Linked DNA regions of Mus musculus: region 1 is linked to region 2. Evidence: chromatin contacts called from public Hi-C data. All regions are on one chromosome and are shown on one strand. The core of a region is the stretch at or near the end of the contact, and the rest is flanking DNA. Distances in the headings are between cores, read along the strand shown.

Region 1 (6,427 bases), core at 1,541-4,040, 180 kb before region 2:
GGACTCGGGATGTGTTTTAAGGTATGTTCCAAAGTGCGGGACCCCAGCTCTCCTCTTTTAAAGAATGAGAACTTTGGAGTGACCCGAGTGACCTGTGTGTTAGCCAGCCCTATAGCCCTCCAGGTGAATCAGTGCTAAACCATTTTCCTTGAATAGTAGATCTTAGATCAAAGGTCCATTGGTCAGATGGGCGCCTCAAGGTAACACCTGCAAATAGTGTTATCTCCTGGCGCCAGCCTTTCTACCTCTGTCTCATTGTTATGCAGTCTTCACACAAGCTGTGTCACTGGGGGAAGGGCAGTTAGGCACCAGGTCCTTGGGGGTGGGGGGCAAGATATCTTCAATTTGCCATTTGCATTGCTGTGGAAGGTAGACCCATCCCCCACCCCTGTCCTTGACTGATCCTTCTTGGGGCCAGCAATCACCTGGTTATTTAGCAGGAAAACATGTAGAAGCATTGCAGACTCGCCCAGACCTAAGTCCTCTCCCTAATACTCTTCTTGTCCCCTGGCCCCCAACAGGATTCTTCGGCAACATTTCTGCGTCTGCCCCACCTCCACCATCCTTTACAAGTAGGTGAGGGACCAGCCTTCTATAACCTAGACACATCCCTATGGCAACCTAGACACATCCCTATGGCATAGGGAGAGAAGAGCAGGGTGGATTTTATTATTTATTTACCTAATGTACATAAGTGTCCCTGTCTTCAGACACAGCAGAAGAGGGCATTGGATTCCATTACAGATGGTTGTGAGCCACCATGTGGTTGCTGGGGATGGAACTCTGGACCTCTGGAAGAGCAGTCAGTGCTCTTAAGCACTGAGCCATCTCTCCAGCCCCAGAACAGGATGGATTTATTTCCTGGACTCTTAATCTACTCCCAAATGCCCTTCAGTATAAGCTGTTTTATTACCTCTGTTATTTGTCTAAGGGGTCACACAGGAAATGGACACCCTCACCCTCACCCCCCAGTCTACAATACAAAATACTCACACCGAAGAAATAATGTTGTAAGACCAGTTCGGGAGCCATTTCTTCCAGGTCTCTCTCTTCCCCGCTTCTGGAATCCACTTCATTCCTATCTTGTAGCCCCAGGATAAGCTACCGGCCCTTGAGTAATCTCTAGACATGTCCAACCTCTTGCCTGCCAAGGTAGACCTGCTGCTGAGTGGGCAGGCTGGCTCACTCTCACCCTGGTGAGACACAGAGGCTCAGCTAACGGACACAGCTTACCAACCATTCCTGTGATCAAGCTTTCCATGGACACTGGGTTTAGCTAGCATTTCCCCAAAAGGTCTTATCAGTTAGCTTGTGGGACCAAAGCTGGGAATATGAGCTTTTAAAACAGTGTTGTCTCAGGATAAAAAGACCTGCCTGGCAAGCTAGCAACCCGAGTTTGGTCTTTAGTACCCATGTGAATGAATGTAGGAGCGAGCTGGCTCCACAAAGCTACCCTCTGATATCACACACATACCATATCATGGGTGCCCACACCTTTGCACACATGCATGCATGCGTGAGTGCATGCGCACACACAATAAATAATTTTTAAAAATCAGTCTACTTTTGAAATTCTTGAGATGAAGTCTGTTTGAAACTGAGGTCAAAGATAAAAGGATGAAAACAGCTCATTGTCACCTTCATTGGGACACGTAGGGACCGTTCATTGTTAAGTTCTCTGTAACTTATTTTTACCGTGTGCATGCGCGAGTGTGTGTGTGTATGTGTGTGTGTGTGTGTGTGTGTGTGTGTGTGTGTGCTCGCTGTCTGGTCAGAGGGCAACATACAGGAATCAATCGGGACTCTCCTTTCACCATTGTGGGTTCAGAGCCTAAAACTTAAGTCACTCGGCTTGGTGGCCGAGCCACCTCTGGGGGGCCCATCCTCAGATGCTTTTGTTGAAAGGAATTTATGGCATCTGGGAGTGAAGCCAAGACCACCCCCGACCCTGTTCTTAGATTCCAACAGGTTAGAAGGGAATAATGAACATTTCTCTTGCCGATACCCACTCCCTGAGAGCAAGGAAGGATTGTTTAAATCAAGAGACAGGGGATTACCAGTTAAACCCTAGGATTAATAGATGAGCTGAACTCTTATTAGTTCCAGGTGAGTGGCCGATAGTCAGATGACACAGCTGCTCCTGGTATCCAGGTGAAGCCACAAAGTCCCGGTATCAGGGGGTGGTGGTACGTGCTCTGCCTTCTGTATAACTCACTAGGGCCAAGCACCCTTCAAGGTCAAGCACCCCACCCAGACAAGTACCTCACCGGGCCAAGTACTGCACTGAAGGCTAGTTGTGGGAGGACAGACGCGTCCTTCCGTCCGTCCGTCCATCCATCCATCCATCCATCCATCCATCCATCCATCCATCCATCCATCCATCCATCCACGTGCCTTGCATGAAGGTTCAATAAACAAGAGCCGCCTCAGACTCACCCAAACAACGGCCGTTTTCCCCAAACCATCTGAAGAAAAAAATCCAGTGCATCGGTCTAAAAACCATAAAACCAGCCGCATACGCCACTGTGTGCGTCTCTCTTCTGCCCACTATCAAGGAAACCTAAGTTGTGGGCTTTGCCCTCCAAAACATAATAGTAAATATAGTAGAAAAATAAATAAAAATTGTAAATCAGAACTGTTTACTGCACGTGGCCCCCTTTTCTCCTGTAGTGGAACAAAGTCAAAAGCTTTTTTTTTTTTTCCCCTCTGGGCTGGGCCCCAGTGGCTGAGGCCCTGTAACTTTAAACCTGGCCTGAGGTCATCTTGTGATGCTGGCCAAACAGAGTTCGGGGGCGGTCCTAGATCTCCGGGACCACCTGACGCCCACCCGCTCCCGCCCCGGGACCGGAGACATAAATGCCGACTGTGCCGAGAGGTTGCCAGCTGCCAAGTTTGCTGTGCTTGCTGCCTCTGCGAGTCCAGAAAGCCCGGGCACTCTCTGGCGCTGAGACTTTTGCTCAGCGCCTTCCAACCTCCTCCCGAGCTCTTCCCGGCTGGGCCTGTGGCTTCGAAGTTTTTTGTTTTGTTTTGTTTTGTTTTTCATCTTTTCACAACCCACAAAAAAACCCACTAGCTGCTGAGGCTCCAACGAGATCAAGATGTGGACCGTGCCAGTGTTGTTCTGGGTTTTGGGGAGCGTTTGGTTCTGGGACTCTGCGCAGGGAGGTAAGCGCCATGCATGATTGGCAACCAGCACTTGTTGGTGGGGATGGAGGGAGGCGGGGGATGCTTGGGCCTGGGATCTGCGAGTGCGGGGGGAGGGAGGGAGAGCGGTGGGGTAGCTTAGATGGGGCTAAGTCTCCTGTAACAGCCAAGTGGGTGTGGCGGTAGGGGGTCCACCCACAGGTGGTAGGGGTACAGAATGGCCCTAACAACCCCCACCGCCCCGGGGGCTAGTGTTACGGGATGGGAAGGTGACCAAGGGCGACTGGACTGGCCCAAAAAAGCAGTGTGTTAGAGGAATGATTAATGTCTCTGAAAAAGAGGAACAGATAGGAGGACGTAGGTTGGAACTCTGGGTCACACCCCTGGCTGGGGATAGACCTGAAGAGGCTTCGCTAATTAGGATGGTAGCTGGAAGGGACGGTGGAACAGCTTGACCCGCAAGCTGCTATCTTTCTAGCATTCTTGTCTCTGCCTCTTTCTTTCCTCCCCTCCCCACACCCCTACACTGGAAATGGATGGAACCCAGGGCGCCACGGACCTGTACCTCCTAACCTGGAGGGCTGCCGTGAGCGTTGAAGCGCAAGTGTGTTTGAGGCCATGTATTGAACTTGGCCAAGGACTCAGTGGCTGAATTAGTGTTAATTAAAGACGAATGGAGCCTGAGAATGTAGCTCAGTTGGCAGAGTCCATGTTTGGCATGTGAGACACTCTCATGCTCCATCCCCAGCAAGATGCAAAAGCCAGGATGGTGATGCTCAACTGTGTCAGCACTGGGAAATGGAGGCAGGAGGATGAGAGGGTTCAGGGTTATCTTGGGGTATAAGGAGTTTGAAACCAGACTGGGCTTTAAGACCCTGACTAGAAAGAAACAGATTGATGGGACCACCATCACGTCCTCCTCTTCTGAATTACTGTCTTCTGTCTGGGTGATCTATGGCTGGGGTCTAGGACAGTCTCCTGTTATTTTGTTTCTTGCTTTGATGTTTTAAGTTGTATCTATATTCCTGGTGGAATCTAAGCTCTAATCTTGATCCCAGAGCCAAGAAGTCATGGGACAGTCTCAGTTGCTCACTAAATGAAGGCTAGTGGTCATCAGAGATGTAGGACTGTCTTTCCTGGTGAAGGAGTGGTTTGTGTGAGATGGGTGGGCCTAGCCTAGGCTTCTATAATTCTCCACAGACAACACCTAGTGTTAGGGAAATTATATAGAGTGCATGGGCGAGGTTGTCCACTTGCTTCAAAGAGACGAAGCTATTCTTTATGGTGTTCAGGGGTATTCCTGGCAGTCCTATCTTTGAAACTTCTTACGCTAGGATATATATATATATATATATATATATATATATATATATACAGTTCTGTATTTCGGTTCCATTTCCGTCATGGCGAGACAGTGCGTGTTAAGAACATGGCTTTTCACTCACCAGCGCAAAGTGAGGGGAAGCACCCACCCCAAACCACATCCTAGGAAAGTCGGAGGCTGGCATCCTCCAAAGGCAAGGGTAGGCTGCAACTGTCTCAAGCCAGCTCCCAAAATGCTCCTAAAATGTAGCTGGTATTTGGTCTTGTCTAGAAAAAGTCATCACTCAGTTAGAGTAGAAACTGTACAGCTGAAGAAAAAGCCTTGGTACAGGGGTGTTCAGAGAGGTGGCCATGCGGCCAGTTGTATCCAGGCTGCTCTGCAGCAAGATTGAGCCTGCAGGGTTTTTGTTTGAGAATAATGAATATGGATGAGTTAACTCCATTGAGTTAAGCTATTACTGGGGAGCCAGATCAGGCAGGGGTGATTGTGGTGTGCTAATTCTATTAGAGTCATATGCCATACTGATTTAGGGTTATAACCCAACCCCCTCTGCAATCCCCAAGGTGTTCGTGGATTCTAACGAGGCCTGTTGTCCTCACATCTGGCAGCCTCCCCCACTGCCAGGCCCCACCCTCACTCTGAACTGACATCCAAAGCCGGTACCCCAGGACTCGCCCGTTAGCAGTGGCTTTTTATAAGATTCTCGGCAAGCTGCTGCTTGCCGCTAACCCATGTGTGCTCTTCCGGGACCAGTCCGAGCAGGATTAATCATGTGGCACAGAAATCATCCTGTGATTTCCCTGAAGTTCTTGCCAGTTTTCGGGGGCCCTGGAATCCTCGCAAGCTGCTGAGGGCTTATGTAGCTGAGGAGGCCTTGAATAAAGCTGATTCTGTTAGAGGTTCTGCGGGGGAAGCTGGGGCTTAGGGTCCCAAACTGAGTTCAGAAGAGGGAAACACATTTAAAGATGCGAGTGCAGCAGCAGAAGGCTGAGGGTAGCCACGATCAACAAGACAAAACTCAGCTCACCCACCATTGACTTTGCTGGCAATGGAGAGACCCAAGTCTCCGGTATGACAGAGAATGGCCCTGACTAGTGGGCGGGACACCACCTCCTTGCATTCCCCCCCCCTCCCCCCCCACCACCACCACCACATTCTAGGAATGTCGCAGGCTTACCTCCTTTAATCCCCAACCTCTCCTGTAAATTATACACTATTATCCCAGAAGTTGCTGGGACCTTGATTCAGAAACAAAGTTAAGCTTTTTACTATGATTGAATTAAAAAAAAAAAAAAAGACTGACTTGAGACTGAAGGTAGACTTCACTTTATTCATTTTAAACATGAATAAAAAAAAAAATTACACACTCCCCATACAAGAGTGGAGTTGGCCTGGCGCATTAAAATACATTGCCTTAATTTGTCTTGCACACAGGCGCTAGACCTCTCCCAAGAGGGTGGGGCGGGTTGCTGGGTGCAGGAAAGCACCTAGCCGAGAGTATGCTCTGCCACCCTTGCCAACCAAGAATGAACCTGTGCTCTGGATTGCACTGGCTTATCTGAATTTTTGTCATATTTCTGGCTTCTGAGAGCAGGCGTTCCAGGTTACAGCTTGTGGAAGTATTTTGGGGGAGGCCAAGGAGGAAGCAAACTCAAGCACCAGTTTAGCCAGGAACCTTGCAGAGGATCCTTACCTTGCCCAACCCATCCCCCAAGGAAGCTCTGATATCCTGACATCTCTCAGGAAAGGAGCCTGTGTTGTGTGGTCGGTCTTGTTAGAAGAAGAGGGTCCAGTGATTTGGAGGAGGTCAAGATAAGAGGTTGCTTGTAGGATTTGTGTGAGGCACACAACAGATACAGTTTCCCTTGCCTGCAATTTTAAGAACTTTCTCAAAAGAGTTCTGAGAGAGAGAGAGAGAGAGAGAGAGAGAGAGAATCAAGTATACCTTTCTCAATTACT
Region 2 (6,641 bases), core at 3,843-6,342:
TTTAATAATGTATTGAGTCGGCATCAATCTAAATGTAAATTTTAAACCGGATTCTTGTCATGGAGACGTAGAATTTGCAGCAGACATGAGCAGCAAGAATGTATGTCAACCTTCGGGTATAATCCCTGTATTGTTTTCAGAGCTGTTTTCTGCTGAGAGATATTTCAGTATTCCTTGCTGGGGTAAAGTCATGTAAGCCTCTTGGATTTAGTTTTGTGGTCGTAGCATCCTCTTCTCACTTATAACCAGGGCCAGCCACTGCCAGCGCAGCTAGGAAGCAGTGGCATTTCAGATGGCTTCTGTTTTCATTTACTGACTGGATGTGTTCAGTCTGGCCTCTAGCTCCTGCCAGTCAGAGAACATGGCGTGGATCACCAGGTATTTGGCTATATTCTATATCTTACTCTGGAGCCGGAGAGCATCCCTGTGCCCCTGGGCTTAGAGATGATGCCTGGAATGCACTAATCCTGTTGAGCAAAAGTAGCCAGTGTGTTTCCTTGTATAAAGTGTATAATGGAACCTCACTCTCTGTTCTCCTGGGATCTGGGGGAAGTAGATTCTCAGTACAGGCAACCCAGAGGGAGAGGTGACAGCACTTGGATCCTGTTCCACACTACTGTAAGGGGACCCCACACCCCAAAAGTCTGATGAAGCTGCTGTGCTGAGCCACAGTTGTATTAAAATCATTTCTATAGCTCTAAGCTTGACACATACATCACTGTCTGGAGCTCGGTTTTGTTTCAGTAGAGAGGAGTTGGAGCTGGTTCCAGCTGAACGACTAAGATTCCCTTGGTTCTGTCAGTAAGGACAAGGCCTCCACTCGTGGTGGCCTCGAGTGTTAATAAAGGTGACACAGGCTCCTGGGAAGGCCTGGTAGCGGCTGTCAACACCCACTTGGTGTCAAGTACCAAAGTAACGTAATCTTGGGTGGTGTCGCTGAGTACCTGCCAGGTGACATTCAGGAACTGTCTCCATGTGAAGTGGATTGGAAGTGCTTTGAGCAGTCTCGTGGCGATGGTCACTGAAGGACTTTTGGAGGGAAGGGGCTGCTGAAGAAACCCCTGCTGCTGCTTGTCTCCAGTGGTGGTCAGGTTGAGCCCAGTCGTGGGGATCAAAGTAACTGCTGTGCAAAATCACTTCTGTTGCTGTCCTTAAGCATGTGTATTCTCAAAAGCCCATTAGTGGCACTGGGAGCCACCGTCTCACTGGGGTGACATTCCGAGCTCTAAGTGACCTGCTTAGGTGAGGGGAATGTTTTGCTGGAGTGTTGAATGGTACCATTCTGTGTCTGACCCAGAGCCCCGGGAAGCTTATGGAAGGTTCTAGATATGCTAAACCATAACCCCCGAGACTTTGAAATCGGCTTCCCAAATGAGTTGTGACCAGACTACGGATTCCTTTCCATCTTAAAAGATATATATTACTCTTCAGGTACTTTCCTTCATGTTCTAATTCTGTATTCCTCTTGCTTTTACCGTCTCTCCCTGGTATAGAGTTCAGTTGTCAGGCTCTTTCATGCATGTTTTCTCTTCGTCTTTATAACCCTCTAGTGACTGGCAAGTCAGGGACAGTGTTAAAGTCCAGGGCTGTCCTAAAGTCAGAACTGAGGGTTCTCTGGCTTGTCTGTCCTTTTGCAGTTTCCTGAGAAGGAAATAGGAACTTGAATCATTACTTGGGTCAGCTTGGTGTAGCACCCGCCTATCCCATGTGTCTATCCCAGCACCTGCCACAGCCCTGACAGCTATACAGAAACGCAGCTGGTGAGATAACAGAAAGAAAAGAAAGCTACTCCACTTCAAAGACCCCCTAAGGAAACTAACTCCACTAAGTTTCGGTTAAAATGTGACTATTGGAGCTGTTGCAATGATCAATTAGAATCTACTGAGAGAGAAGGGCTACTTTGTAGAGCCAGGTGATGACCAACCCCACTAAGGGTTTGTACCCCAGACTGTAACCCTCATGGTGTGGTCTGGGGGAGGTAGCAGAGTGGGTAAAGAACTTGCTTTGTAAGCACAAGTGCCTGAGTTCAATCCCCAGACCCTCCTACAGGGAGGCAGAAACAGGTACATTTCAACCCGGTGGGTGGCCTTTCAGTCTAGCCTAACTGGCAAGCTAGAAGCCATTGAGAATTACCTATTTCACAGGACATGGAGAACACTTCTAAGAATGACCCTCAAGTTTGTCTTCTGGCTTTCATGTGTACTTACACATGTTCATACTTGAAAAACATGACAGCTGATCCACAATCTGCAGAGGCTGCATGTGCTGGCAGAACAGCGTAGCACCATTCATTCATTCATTCATTCATTCAGAGACGGGTACATTTGGCTGCTGTCTCCACAGTCCACCTGAAGCCTTACAGGAAAGTTGTGACCTCAGCCAAGCCACCTGAACGTAGGGAGTTGAGCTAGCCACATAGGCTTACAAGGTTTTCCATTATGTTCATCCAAGTTTGGGAGCTGCAAATAGGATCATCTCCTACTTTAGTCCTGACACTTGGCATCTGTGGGTACCCTTTCCAGTATTGCCACCCAGAATACATTGCAGACACTGCTCTTGTGTCTTCTGATTTTTTTTTTTTGTTTGTTTTAAACCCAGAATAAGGAAGCCCCCTGTTGATATCTACGTTGGCTGATTTGCACAGTGCTGTACCCACTTGGCTGAGCTGTGTTTGAACATGTCTCTAAAGCCTTGTTCCACAGCCTAATGTCACTCACCTTAGTGATTTCTCCATCACGCCCATGAGTCAGAATTGCTGTAATAAAGCAACTGGCAGAATCAAAGGGTGATGGCTGCAGATGAAGAAAACTGGTCTCAGTCACTGAGTGTGTCGAATGCTCACTGTTGCCTAAAGTGTTGAAGCACAGGAGCTGGCAAGGTGGGGAGGCCCCAGAAACACTCTGACTTTTTGCTATGACACCAGCTATGGACTGAATGACACAGTTGAGCTCATTTGCCTTTAGTGTCACCCCAGCATACTGTACCCAATGGTTACAGCTTGGTGCCTCTGTAAATCTTGACCACCACTGAGCCAGTGTTTGCTTCCCAGTAGTCATTAATGAAAACATTGTTCCCGAAAGCTAGTGTGATTCAGTTATGTCCTAGTCCAGAGGAGGCAGAGATGGGTAGCTTCTTAGAGCTCCCTGGCCAGATAGCCAAGACTCCTTGGTGACTTCCAGGCCAAGGAGAGATCCTGTCTTTAAAAATAAGGCGAACAACACCTGAGGCTGTCCTCTGTCTTTGACATGCACATGAGCACACAAAACTAAACTATACATTGGTCTTCTTGAGGCTTAGCATAGGTCCCTGAGCAAATCCGTCTCCTTGGAGAACATCCTTCTCTGCCTTCCCGGGTATGCAGTGTTTGAGCCTGGCTCAAGGCTACATCACATAGTGCCAACAAGTTAGATAAATGGGGGAAAGAAGTTGGGTCAGTAATGAGCTGCCTCCTATCCTTTCGAATCTATACTGCTTGAGTTCAACCCTGGTTCTTCAAGCCAGGTGTCTGGGTTTGGGCAAGGTGCTTACCCTGTGTGAAATGCTGGCATACCCATCTCACAGTTCTTGGTGAATAAATCTCCAGGAACAAGGCCCCCAGCATGCCGTTAGCAAGGGCAGGTAAGGGAAGAAATGGAGAGAATGCCATTCTATACCTGCCTACATGTGGCTGCAAGCCTGTGTATTCCCCAAGTTAGAAGCAGCATGTAGCTGGGCCAGGTTGTCTGTCCCCAGCCAGGAGGAGCCTTTCTAGAAGGCCTCCACCCAGTGAGCTGGAGAAGCAGCCCAGGGTGGGACAGGTGACCTGAGGCCACACTGTCTCCTCCAGTTTGTAGAGCAGGTTAAACTGTTGAGGTTGGCGCCAGACAGGGTGAGGACTTTGGGGGAAGGCACAGAAGCGAAGGCGGGACCTGGCCCCCATCCCACGATATCCCTGCTCTTTTGGCAGCTCCATTCTCATTGACTAATGCCATGCGTTCACATGGTAAGCATGCCTTTCCAGTGACAGTGCCAGCCGTGTGTCTGGGACTCACTGCCAGCCAGGAACACCAGGCTTCACGGAGGTGGGGGCAGTAAGGCCTTCGTGAGCTGCACACCTACCTCTGGGCTTGTTCTTAGGATAAACCATCTTCACCACTGACATCACATGAAGCCTACCAATAGCAAACCCCATGAAGGTTGAGCCCTGCTTGGCCCTGGAACTCACCTCTTTTGACATCTTTGGCTAAGCTCATCTTTAAAAGACAGGTCCTAATGATGTTTTCAGCATCTCCAAAGGACGTTGTCACTGACAAGAACAATCCCATGTACCGTCCAGGGAAGAGCATCCCTCTTTAGGTTTTCCACACTGGTTGTCTTAATTTTCTGGCAGTCAGCATTCCTGGCACGTGTATTTATTTCTCTTCTCAGCTTTATTGCAAATGGTGTGTTTTCACTCAACTGGAGGAAAAAAAAGAACCTGGAAGTAGATGTAGAGAGGAGAAAGTCAGGGGGATCATTCCTGTGCTGGCTCAAGCGGTAGCAGGGTTCCTGCAGAGATGATGTCCCTGAAATGTAAGAGGCAGCACTAGGTGGGATGGGGGTGGGGTCTGTGGGAGAGGTCTGAATCTTCAGATGTGTTCACAGAGTTGTTCAAAACAGACACCTTGACCCATGTTCTGGGCAGGACTCTGGCAGTGAGTGAACCCCTCTGGGATGCAAGTGCTTGGAGAATTTGACTCTTGGGAGTAGGGACCTGCATGTTGGAGAGCTCGGATGTGGATTTGTTCCTTATTGTTTAGGATGCGCGTTCTGGGCGCCCCTTTGTGCCCCCAGCAGTGATGGCCCCATAGGTAGGAAATGGACAGATACAAGCTGTCCTTTGGCGTTTTTGCAGTTGGTTGTTTTGGTTCAGCTGGAAGGGAAAGGAGAGTCTATCCAGTTAAGACTCCCGACTCCCAAGCTTCCTTCTGTGTTCCTAGGGCTCCCTACACTCCACCAGCTCTTGCCCTGGTGAAACAGAAGCCAGTGGCAGCTTCCTTACCACACTGCACTGCTGGCCTCTTCCTCTGCTTGCTGGAAGGGAGGCGTCCGCACAGGGATTTCCCCACTGGCAACTTCCTTGGCTGAGGTCCTCAGGCCTGGCTGGCCTGCCAGCCTTCCTGTTAACTGGGTCAAGTGTTAGGAGCTTGCTACACACTAGACATTAAAACGCCAGTAGTGGTGCTCAGACCAAACAGGTTTGACCTAGAAGCCCCAACAGGACAGAGCCCAATAGATAAGACCTTTTAGGTGAGAAAGAGGCCAGGTCCTTGTGGGCCTGTTGGAAAGGAACAGAAACCCTCCTCCATCAAAAGGGTACGGGCGTCTTACAGTGTTAAAGAGGAGACGAAACTAAAAGAGACCCCAAAAGCAGGCGCCTAGGCTGTGCTTGCCGACTGCCCATGTCAACTGCAGCTTGCCCCAGTATCATAAGACTCAGAACCATCCAGGCCCAAGAATTTTTTCTTTCTGCTTTTTTTTTTGAAAAATTTGTGTGTGTGTTTGTGTAGATGTACTCATTTCATGGTGCATTCCACTTCATTTTGAGACAAGATTGCTCTTATTTCCACAACAGTGTCTAGTTGCCTTGCTAGTGAGTCTCCTGTCTCCTCCCCCTGTAGGAGTGCTGGGATTGCAGATATGCACCACTACTTCTGGGGTTTTTGTGTAAATCCCAGCAATCCCATTAAGCTATTCAAGCATTTTAACCTGCTGAGCCATCGGGCCACCCAGGAGGGCCAGCGTTTTTCTGGCCCTCTGGGACCACCTGCCTTTTCTTCCCCACTCCTGCATTATTAGAGGGACTTGTTTACAGCTGCTGGACACCAGCCCCAACCCAGATCAGAAAATATTTGTACATCTGGCTCTACCTACCTGTCCTCAGCTGCAGGTCCTCGCAGCTTCAGCATATCACCCCCAACCCCACCCCCGTCAGTTTCTTCTAAGATTTCTGTTGGTTCTGAGCGTCTGTAGGTCCCACCTACATGGTTACTGTGCTGCCCATCCGTGGACCTCATTTTGAGCAGAAGTACAGAGCTCACCAACTCTTCAAGCCTGCTCTCATGCCCAGTGCTGAGCTATTGGGGGGAGGGGGGAGCCAAGTCCAAATATCTGAGGCTCTGAGCCCTATCTTGGGTGTTTTCTGCATTACCAGGGCATCTGAGTTAGAAAGCCTCTGTTCCCAGCTTCCTCTGAGCCTGGAAAGGGACAACTCAAAGCAGACCAAGCATGCTCCTTGAGGTCTGTCAGCAGATCTAGGGCAGAGGAGCCCCACACTGAAGAACCCTTCATCGCTACTGCTGCTGGGCCTATGTCAGGGGTGCAAATAGGCTTGGGAGCACACGGTTCTGGATTCGTATCGTGACTGCTTCCCTGTGAACTTTGCTAGCTGGTGCCTCCACTCCTTTGAACCTCTTCTTTCCCCTCCAATAAGACAGGATCATGGCGCCCTGCCTCACAGGGGAGGTGATTCAAAGAACTCCTGCAAAGGACCCAAAATAGCACCCTCCCCCGACCCCCAGTGTTCAGGTCACAAACGCTGTCATGCTACCACTTCTTTTTTTTTTTTTTTTTTTTTTTTGAGACAGGGTTTCTCTGTATAGCCCTGGCTGTCCTGGAGCTCA

What was found. A called contact is a pair of places that touch in the nucleus more often than the background predicts.
Region 1: a Hi-C map of granulocyte-monocyte progenitors shows a contact between it and region 2, with 2.3 times the contacts expected there. The contact joins the promoter of Pdpn here to the enhancer-like site in region 2. A contact is called at or near these places in 1 of 39 promoter capture datasets (the 3T3-L1 cell line), 10 of 484 Hi-C or Micro-C datasets (the C2C12 cell line, adipose-derived mesenchymal stem cells, bone marrow-derived macrophages and 5 more), 1 of 115 datasets of contacts at active chromatin or transcription factors (embryonic stem cells) and 3 of 9 other capture datasets (embryonic stem cells, liver and pancreatic islet).

Annotation. Positions count from the first base shown.
Region 1 is chr4:143,295,927-143,302,353 of GRCm38.p6, reverse strand. It overlaps Pdpn (podoplanin), which reads left to right and starts at 2,790. Exons shown (of 6, transcript NM_010329.3): 1 at 2,790-3,165. The coding sequence starts at 3,099.
Region 2 is chr4:143,117,517-143,124,157 of GRCm38.p6, reverse strand. All of the region lies in intron 8 of Prdm2 (PR domain containing 2, with ZNF domain), which reads left to right. Among named protein-coding and RNA genes, the nearest start is that of Mir7021, 15 kb to the left of the region's middle. Within about 2 kb of position 5,092, at least 73 of the 459 cell types and tissues checked have an H3K27ac peak or open chromatin away from gene starts, as enhancers often do. A contact at or near this core is called in embryonic fibroblasts, granulocyte-monocyte progenitors, liver and 1 more, where this site is marked.